Regions from separate parts of the Mus musculus genome. Here region 1 is linked to region 2. Evidence: chromatin contacts called from public capture Hi-C data. All regions are on one chromosome and are shown on one strand. The core of a region is the stretch at or near the end of the contact, and the rest is flanking DNA. Distances in the headings are between cores, read along the strand shown. Region 1 overlaps Ptk7 (PTK7 protein tyrosine kinase 7). Region 2 overlaps Tjap1 (tight junction associated protein 1).

The links. Capture Hi-C pulls out chosen DNA fragments and counts their contacts.
Region 1: a contact with region 2 is called in a capture Hi-C map of embryonic stem cells, with 2.4 times the contacts expected there. The contact joins two enhancer-like sites. A contact is called at or near these places in 1 of 115 datasets of contacts at active chromatin or transcription factors (embryonic stem cells) and 3 of 9 other capture datasets (adipose tissue, embryonic stem cells and liver).

The regions. Positions count from the first base shown.
Region 1 is chr17:46,593,485-46,597,676 of GRCm38.p6, reverse strand. The region is part of intron 1 of Ptk7 (PTK7 protein tyrosine kinase 7); the gene reads left to right. Among named protein-coding and RNA genes, the nearest start is that of Ptk7, 34 kb to the left of the region's middle. Within about 2 kb of position 2,711, at least 51 of the 459 cell types and tissues checked have an H3K27ac peak or open chromatin away from gene starts, as enhancers often do. A contact at or near this core is called in embryonic stem cells, where this site is marked.
Region 2 is chr17:46,264,139-46,268,476 of GRCm38.p6, reverse strand. It overlaps Tjap1 (tight junction associated protein 1), which reads left to right. Exons shown (of 10, transcript NM_001252474.1): 3 at 3,499-3,594. Among named protein-coding and RNA genes, the nearest start is that of Lrrc73, 12 kb to the right of the region's middle. Within about 2 kb of position 2,441, at least 119 of the 459 cell types and tissues checked have an H3K27ac peak or open chromatin away from gene starts, as enhancers often do. A contact at or near this core is called in embryonic stem cells, where this site is marked.

The sequences.
Region 1 (4,192 bases), core at 1,462-3,961, 330 kb before region 2:
TGATGCCCTCTTCTGGTCCTCAAGGTCATCTATACACATGCTGCATAACTTAAACAGACACAGACATATAAATAAATTTTAAAGAGAAGAGAATTGAAGGTTCTACATGGAGAGTCTTGTGTTTGGGGACTGTCTCTTTGTAGGACAGGAGCTTGGCTGCGCTCTTTCCTGGAACATTTGTGCCTCACAAGGTGAAGGCTACTTGTCCTGGCCTGTGCCTTAGTGTTGCTCCAGAAATGGCATGGAAACCTGGCACACTGTGGCTCATTTCTGTTGACACTGCTCCAGCAAGATGCACTCAGGTCCAGGTTCCAGGGGCCACCTGAAGATAAGGATCTTCCGCAGAGGATCCTGGAACCCTGGAGCTCTGGTGGGCAAGACTTACCCAGGTTTGTGTGACCTGGCGGTCCTCGGGCATAGAGGAGGTAATACAGTCTCTCTCTTGAGCATACACTACCATGTAAAGTGCCCGTGGTGTCCCGGAGCCTGTACCTGGGAGGCTTGGGCTGGTAAGGTACAGCTCAGTAACTCGAGTAGCAGGGGCTTGGTCCAAAGGGTGGGGTTTTACAAGAGGGAGATGAAGGAATTAGAATTCTTTAGTTACGTTATGCAGGTTCTGAGCCCTGTACGGGACCTGGAGGCATCTCCCACAGGTCAGAGGGTTTGCCCTGGAGAGATAGGCAGCTGAAGTGGATTCTTCGTGCAGTGAGTTAGCCAGAATTACTGAGAACCGGAGTGAAAGCTTCCTGTTGCTTGGCCGGGGTGGGGCATGTCTGTGTAATCTCAGCACTTGGAAGGCAGAGGCAGGAGGGTCTCAAATTCACGGTAGGCTTGAACTACACTGTAAGACCCTGTTGGTCAACTAACGCCAGCCACGTCTTCTGAAGTACTCATTTAATCCCTCACTCAGAGGGCCGAGACAGACGGATCTCCGTTAGCTACAGGTCAGCCTGATCTACATAGCAAGCGCCAGGCCAGCCATGGCTTCATCTCGAGACCTTTTTGCAAGGAGTGCCCTCGTGCACATGCCAAGGGCTGGGTGTGTAATTCCATGGGAGAGCACTTTGTTCAGCATGTACAGGCCTTGAGCTTGAACCCCAGTACCACAAAACAAAATTCCCAAAACCAAACTGTTTGCTGTCCCTTCCATATAGCGACGGTGTTGACACAAATGTATAAGCACACACCCATGCGCACAGACTGGGTGGGTCTGGAGCCCAGAGAACAACCAGGGCTTGGGTGTTAGATCAGGGTTGTGTATCAGGTGTGCTTCAGTGTCAGACATAGAGCAGGTGTGGAGATTGGCCATTGTTTTTCTCTTTAAGATGAGACTCATTCTCTTTTTCTTCTTCTCCTTCTCCTCCTCCTCCTTCTTCTTTGATTGATTGATTGATTGATTGATTTAATGTGACCACACTGTCACTCTCTTCAGACACACCAGAAGAGGGCATCAGATCCTATTACAGATGGTTGTGAGCCACCATGTGGTTGCTGGGATTTGAACTCACGTCCTCTGGAAGAGCAGTAAGCTCCCTTAACCACTGAGCCATCTCTTCAGCCCTGGCTTTTTTTTTTTTTTTTTTTTTAAAGAGGCTAGGACTGACTAGGGGCTGGTGAGATGGCTCAGTGGTTAAGAGCACCAACTGCTCTTCCAGAGGTCCTGAGTTCAAATCCCAGCAACCACATGGTGGCTCACAACCATCCATAATGAGATCTGACGCCCTCTTCTGGTGTGTCTGAAGTTAGCTACAGTGTACTTATGTATAATAATAAATAAATCTTAGGGCTAGAGCAAGCAGGGACTGAGCGAGTAGAGTTGACCAGAGCAAGTGGGGCCAACCGCAGAGAGCAGGGTTGAATGGAGCAAGCAGAGGTCCTAAAATGCAATTCCCAACAGCCACAGGAAGGCTCACAACAATCCGTACAGCTGCAGTGTACTCACATACATAAAATAAAATAAATAAATCTTTAAAAAAAAAAGAGGACTAAAGGTACAGTCCTGTAAGTGTCTATGTGGTGGACCGTTAATGAGCCAGAGGTAAGGCGCAGAAAGCGCCTTCATGCATGAGGTGTTTGAAGCTCGAGCTGGGGATTCTGTGGTAGAGACATAGCTCTGCCTACATCTTGTTGCTAAGGAGATTCTTGGGTTACTCATGCCCACAGGCAAAGCTCCTACCCACCTCTCCCTTTCTGGATGTTCCCTGGTAGATGTGGACCTCAGCTACATAAATCCACTTAGCCCCTGATCAGCCTGGTGTCTCGGCACCCCCAGATTATACCTGGGTAGGGCTGCCATTACGTAGTAGGTTGCTGTGCTGCATGCAGCTCCACAGGGCCCAGTGAAGAGAGGCAGTGCAGCTTTAGGAGACCCGAGTCCAGAGAAGGCCTTTCTCAGACCATCCCTCTAGTTAGAGGTAAGGACAAGAAATGAAGCCACCTTGGGATAGGTACCACCTTAGTCCCCCGAAAGCCGCCTCTGCACAAAGCTAAGAGCTCCTGGGGTCTGGCATCACTGCCAGGGACTCTCCGGTTCCCCAAAACGTCGATGGAGCAATGTTTACAATGAGCCATACAGGTTGGCGGCCCGGGCACATTCCCACTGCCTTCTAAGCAAATGTGGGGGCCACTGAGCAGGGGCTCTGAGAAGCCCGGAGGCTCCTTTCTGCTGGCTTTGGAAACATCTAAGTGTACCCCAGCCAGGCACTAACCAGGACCTGCTGTGAGCTGACGTCAAGACAGAGGCCCCTGGGAGGCCCGGCTTTGATGTTTCCCAGGCCATGTCATAGGGGTGCGGAATGGCGGGGGCTCTGAGTGGCAGTCTGGGAATGCTGCGGCTCTGGTCACAGCTCTAGAGAAGCATAGTCCTGATCCCAGGAGGGGATGTGGAAAGCTGGGGGTTGGGGCTGAGCCGTGTCCCTCAGAGTTACATAGGCTCTTCTCAGGTTTCTGCAGCAGGTGGTCTGGGGCTCCTGTACCCTCAGGGCCTATCCCGTTGTCCCACCCACCATCTGGTTGTTCTCTGCTCGTCTGTCTAGGCTTTAGCACATCCCAGAGCTTTGGCGTGAGGAGAGTTGTCTAATATTCTGAGGGTTTGAATCCTTGCGCAGGAAGAGAGTTCCTGGGCTTAACAGTAGTTGCCTCTTACCAAAGGTGAATTCCGGTCAAGGCCTTTCACACACACAGAGCTGCATTGTGGCTCACAAGATCTTCCTGTGGGAAGAACACGGAGCATGACAGGATCAGACTTGGCTCTGTCTGAAGCTGAACACACTCTAATACATCCTTAAAAATAAAATAAGCCAGCCGGGCGGTGGTGGCACACGCCTTTAATCCCAGCACTTGGGAGGCAGAGGCAGGCGGATTTCTGAGGTCGAGGCCAGCCTGCTCTACAAAGTGAGTTCCAGGACAGCCAGAGCTATACAGAGAAACCCTGTCTTGAAAAACCAAAAAAAAAAAAAAAAAAAAAAAAGCCTTTAAGGGAATAAAAAAACCCACACATGCAATCACGTTGCCCACCCCCACCCCCCAACATTTTTTTTCATCCGTTTAACCAGTGAGATGGTTAAACCTCTGGCCCTTACCATCACACTTGGTGAATAAGCCAAGTTCAATTCCTAGAACCCATATGGTGGAAGGGGAGAACCAACTCTTAACAAATTATCCTCAGATAGGCAATCTGCCTACAGAAGACCTGAGTTCAATCCCCAGAGCCCACATGGAGTGGTATCTGAGGTTGACCTCTGACCTCTCCATACGTGTGCACACATGGATGCATACGTACACACTTGTTTTGTTTTGTTTTTTAAGACTCATGTGTTTTAAGCAAGTTTACAATCTTGGGTTCGACTGTATTCATCCTATTCTGAGCAGCAAGTTGGACACCCTGACTGTCATAGGTGATGTCTCTGCTCTTTGGTGAACATCCTGGAGTTATGGGTTGAGGGTCCCAAGATTTGCAGAGGACCGTGGAGTAGAGCTGATTCTGCCAGCCACAGGTGGAAGTGGGCAAACGCGCCTGATGCCAAAGCCACCCTAGACATGAATTTTTCTTCAGGTCACCCAGTGTTCTCTGAGTGTCTTTGTGAGCCTGGTATTGTCTGTGGGAGGCAGGTCTGCCACACTGCCTGACTGTGAGGAAACCGACTCACCCTGGTAGGCTCAGATGTTTCCAGGAAGAGCGTGAGATGAGGGG
Region 2 (4,338 bases), core at 1,192-3,691:
ACAAGGGTAGAAGTTTGAGTGAGTTGGGGATCTGAATCGGTTTCTTTTCCCACCGTCTCCAGCAACAGTGGCCTCTGGCATCAGTGGAAGCCCCTGGTGGTACCCACCCAGAAAGGGGGACAGACGTGAGTCCCATCCCTGGCTGACAGTTGGTGGGCTGCTTCCGGTCAGGTGCCCTGTGTCTTATCTGTCAGTACTCTGCTCAGCTGCTCAGTGGGTTCGCAGTGCAGGTCCTCTGCGTGCTGAGTCCCATTTCTAATGAAAGTAGACTTTGTTCTCTGAAGGCAGCTAATCGTGCCCCATGGGCTGTAATCAGGGAGAAGGTATTTAATACAGGGCAGGTGGCAACAGGCGGCCACATTGACTGGCAGATTGCAACATAGCAATTAGTAAGTGCTATCACCCTCCTCCTCAGCAGATATGAGGTAGTCTTTCCTCTGAACTGATTTTGAATAGTGAAGAATGAATGCTATGTGACAGAGGAAGGAGACAGGGTCAGCTAGGGAGGGGTAGGGGAGGTGAGGGTGAGGAGAGCCCCTTCTCCTCTTGCTTCAGGGTATTTGGGTGTCTCCCACTGTTGGGTCAGCCAGGGGTTCTGCTTGGGCACAGCTCCTTTAGTATAGACCTAGCAAGCAAGCTGTGGCCTCTATCCTGAGTCACCTGGTCCTGACTCCTAGGGACCAGGGAGGGACAGGGAGTAGAATTCTTCCCTGTTTGTTGCCAGATCTTCCTCAGAGAATCTCCTTGGCGAATAGAGGCCACGAGGCTGGCCTTGGCCGTGGCTTGCTAGTGATGACCCAAGGACCCTTCTCAGCTCAGGGCTGAACTCTGGAAAACGTTTAGGTAGAGTTATGCTCAGTCGACGCAGCAACTGGTAGCTGAGGCTCCTGGTGTAAGTGCTCTGATGGCTTCTAACTCACCGTGTTATCCTCTCCCAGCTGGGGACCACCAGGTCCAAATGGACCTTGTTCTTCCCAGGCCTGTCCTATAGTCCAGGGTAGTGATGCTAGGCCCATAGTCTGTCCAGTGCGGTCCCTCACGGGCAAGATCCAGGGAAGTCAGTAGATTGTGGAAATGGAAGCAGAGGTTCAGGTGTCCCAACATGCCCTGATATTTATGGACCTGGGACAGGGAGTGGCACAGATCTGCCTCGAGGTGTGGGGTTGGGGAACCCAGTAGGTTCTCAGTGTTCTCAGTGGATCACCCCTGCTTCTCTAGTCAGGAATGTTTCTCCCCTCGTGACACTGCTAGAAGTAACCTTTCACCCCACCTCCATCCTTAGAGTCTCATCTGCTCTTTGTGTCCTCGCCACACCCACACCATCCCCCAACCCAGACATCTGTTTGATTGCCTCTAGCCTCAGAGAAGAAAAAATGTGCTCATAGTTGCAGCCCTGACTTACCGTCACGGCAGGGCAAGCTATAGGATATGGCACCTCAGTGAGGCATGTCTGCCCACATATAGAATTACCCTGAAAGTGTCTCAGTCCGCCCTGCCTGTCCACTGTTGTCACAAGTGCCCTGGTCCCTAGAAGAGAATGCGAGCCTTGGCAGGAGTTGGGTAGGTAAGTAAAACAGGCTAAGGTGGCAAATCACACCAGGGAGCCTGCCAAGTGAAGGGTTCCTCTGCCTTCTGGAACAGACAAACAAAAAGTGCCATCGAGAGCTGGCCCTGTGGGGAGAAGGCCAGCTCCTGGAAGCTCCCATCAGTTTCTAGAAGCTTTGCCTGGCTCCTCTTTAGTCAACGGCCTTGGTCCTACCTGGTTTCCCAGGCATACACACCCACACATCCACACCTTCAAATGTTAGGCCCTGGTTAACCTACAGTGCTCTGGGACTTTTCTAGGTCCCCTCCCTCAGGCCACAGGAGTCTCTGTGGTTAGATCCCTACTCCAGGTTGAGCACCTACTGGGGCGAGGCCCTCTGGAGGACAGCCCCTGTGGTTGTATGTTGTTTGTTCTCTCACCCCAGGAATGTGGTGTCCTTTCTGGCCCTCCCAGATTCCTGTGCAGGGAGTCAGCCTGACAGCATGCTGCTTGTGCCCTGTGGGGACACGTTCTGCCTCCTGTCAACGGGGCGGAGGCTGGTGGCTCGTGCTTCACTATTACAAGCTCTCCCCCAAATCCAGGCCAGGAACCTTAGAGAGGAGAGTCCTACTCCTGCTTCCCCGCCCTCCTCTGCCCCCACCCTGCTGCCCCAGGCCTGCTGGAATGTGACAGGAGTCATGGCCAGGGCATGTCCCAACAGTAGGAACACATGCTTTAGCCCGCAAGACCGCCTTCAGCCCCCAGCTCTGTAGCTCTGTTTGGGTTGATGGGGGTAGGAAGAGGTTTGTATTTTTTTTTTTTAAATGCTCAGAAAGCCACCTAGGGTTACTGTTTGCACTGATCACTGGCGGCTGCTGCCCCCATGCGGCAGCCCAGCTTATTACAGGTACGCCTCAATCCCGGGAAGCTGAGGGGACTTGGCAGCTCACTTGGCCCAGCCATTGGCAGTGGTGTGTGTAGAGCAGGCTTTGGCAGTGGGGAGCACGTTATCCAAGCGCTTGGAGATGCTGGAGCAGCCTTGGGCCTCAGCTCCCCGGGCTCGGGGTTAAATGTTTTCTCTTTTGAGCGTGTGTCGGTACTTACTTAAGCACAGTGTGCTTGTGGAGGTCATCAGGCTTTGCAGCAAGCATCGTTACCTACTGAGCCTTCTTGCCAGCCCCCCACAGTTACGGTTTATAGACTAGCGGTTCTCGGCCTCAGGGCTGGTGACCTTTGCCTTGCCACCTCCGGTATGCTGGCTGCCCTGTGTGTGGTAGGTTTAGTCGATATTCTGACTTTGACTCACCGGTAGTACCTCCCCATCTGCAGATTGTGAAAATTAAAAATGTCTCTAGACATTTGCCTGTTAACCCTGGGAGAAGCAGGGGGTAAACTCACCCTGGTTGAGAATCACTGCTCTGAACTGCTGAGGTTTGGATTTTGTTTCTCGGGTCTGCCTTCGCTCATTGGCAAGTTTATTGTACACTGTGGTACACAGAAATGGTCTCTGGGCTCATTTAGTCATTGCTAGGGGGTCTGCCGTACCATCGTCATCTTGCTCCTTTGCCAGGCCCTTTGTAGTCTCATTTGTAGTCTGCATTCCCCAGGATTCCCAGCTCTCTGTAGACTCTGAGAAGCCTAGGAGTGAATGGGACACAGACCAGTACCGGCCTATTCCAGAGCAGGGTATGTGCTGAGCGGAGGCAGCGTACGAAGTACATACATAAACACGCAGGCGTTGTTAGGGGAAGCCAGGTACTCGTTAATGCTAGCTGGTTTCCTTTTTGAGTTGATTTCACTTCATAAAGCAGGCTACTCTCAGACTATTGATCTTCCTACCTCTGTCGCTTGCTCCTAAGACCCACTGTGCTGTGGTCTCTTTGCTTACTGTTTTCTGGGAGCCTTCAGGTCCCAGACTGGACAGGCAGGCAGCTGACACCGGGTTTCCACTTTCTCCCCTTCTCTGGTTTCAGGAGCTCTTGGCTAGAGGAAGTAGAGGGGCCGTGGGATGTGGAGAGCCGAAGGCTGATTCCAGGAGAGCAGAACAGAGAGCTGCCAGCGAACAGACGGTATGTCCCGATGAGGCCTGCATTCTATACTTTGTTCTCTTCTGGGAGGCTGGTAGGTGAGCAGCCATATAGGTGCTCTCTTCCAGTGGGAGCCAGCACAGAAAGGAGGTGTGGCCAAAGGGGCTTGGCCTTTGTTGGCAGTGTCCAGAGAGCACTCTCAAGCTTGGAGACCCTTATCCAGGAGCCTGGGCTGGGTCGCTATCCCCAGACTTAGAAGATTTGTTCACAATTTATGGAAGGAAAACCTGAACTTAACATTGCCTAGTGCTGAGCACTGTTTTTGTTTTAGACAGTCTCGCTATGTAGCCCAGGCTGGCATCTGCCTTCCCAGTGCTTTAGATTGCAACTGTGTGTCACTGGCAGTGTCTCTCTGTTTGTTTGTTGAGGCAGAGTTCCAGTGTGTAGGATTGGCCTGAGGTGCACTGTAGACCAGTCCTGGAGCTTCCAGAGGTCCACTCTGCCGGCCTAATGTGGCAGTGCCCTTGTGGACCAATGGAGTCTGCACAGCAGCCTAGGAACTGCTGCTGCTTATACCCTCACCTACTTGAGCAAGATGGATGCTGTGCAGCTCTCTGCCTACAAGGGACAGTGTGGGCTGCTGTTGAGTCTCTCCACCCCACTTAGCCAAGTGTGCTCCTCCTGGGGCCCAGCTGGGAGCCCTTCTCACCTGTCTGTTCTCCATTGGATTCTAGCCCTCATCTCCAGCACTCCCCTGATCCATCCGGCCTGACTCACCAGAGAGCA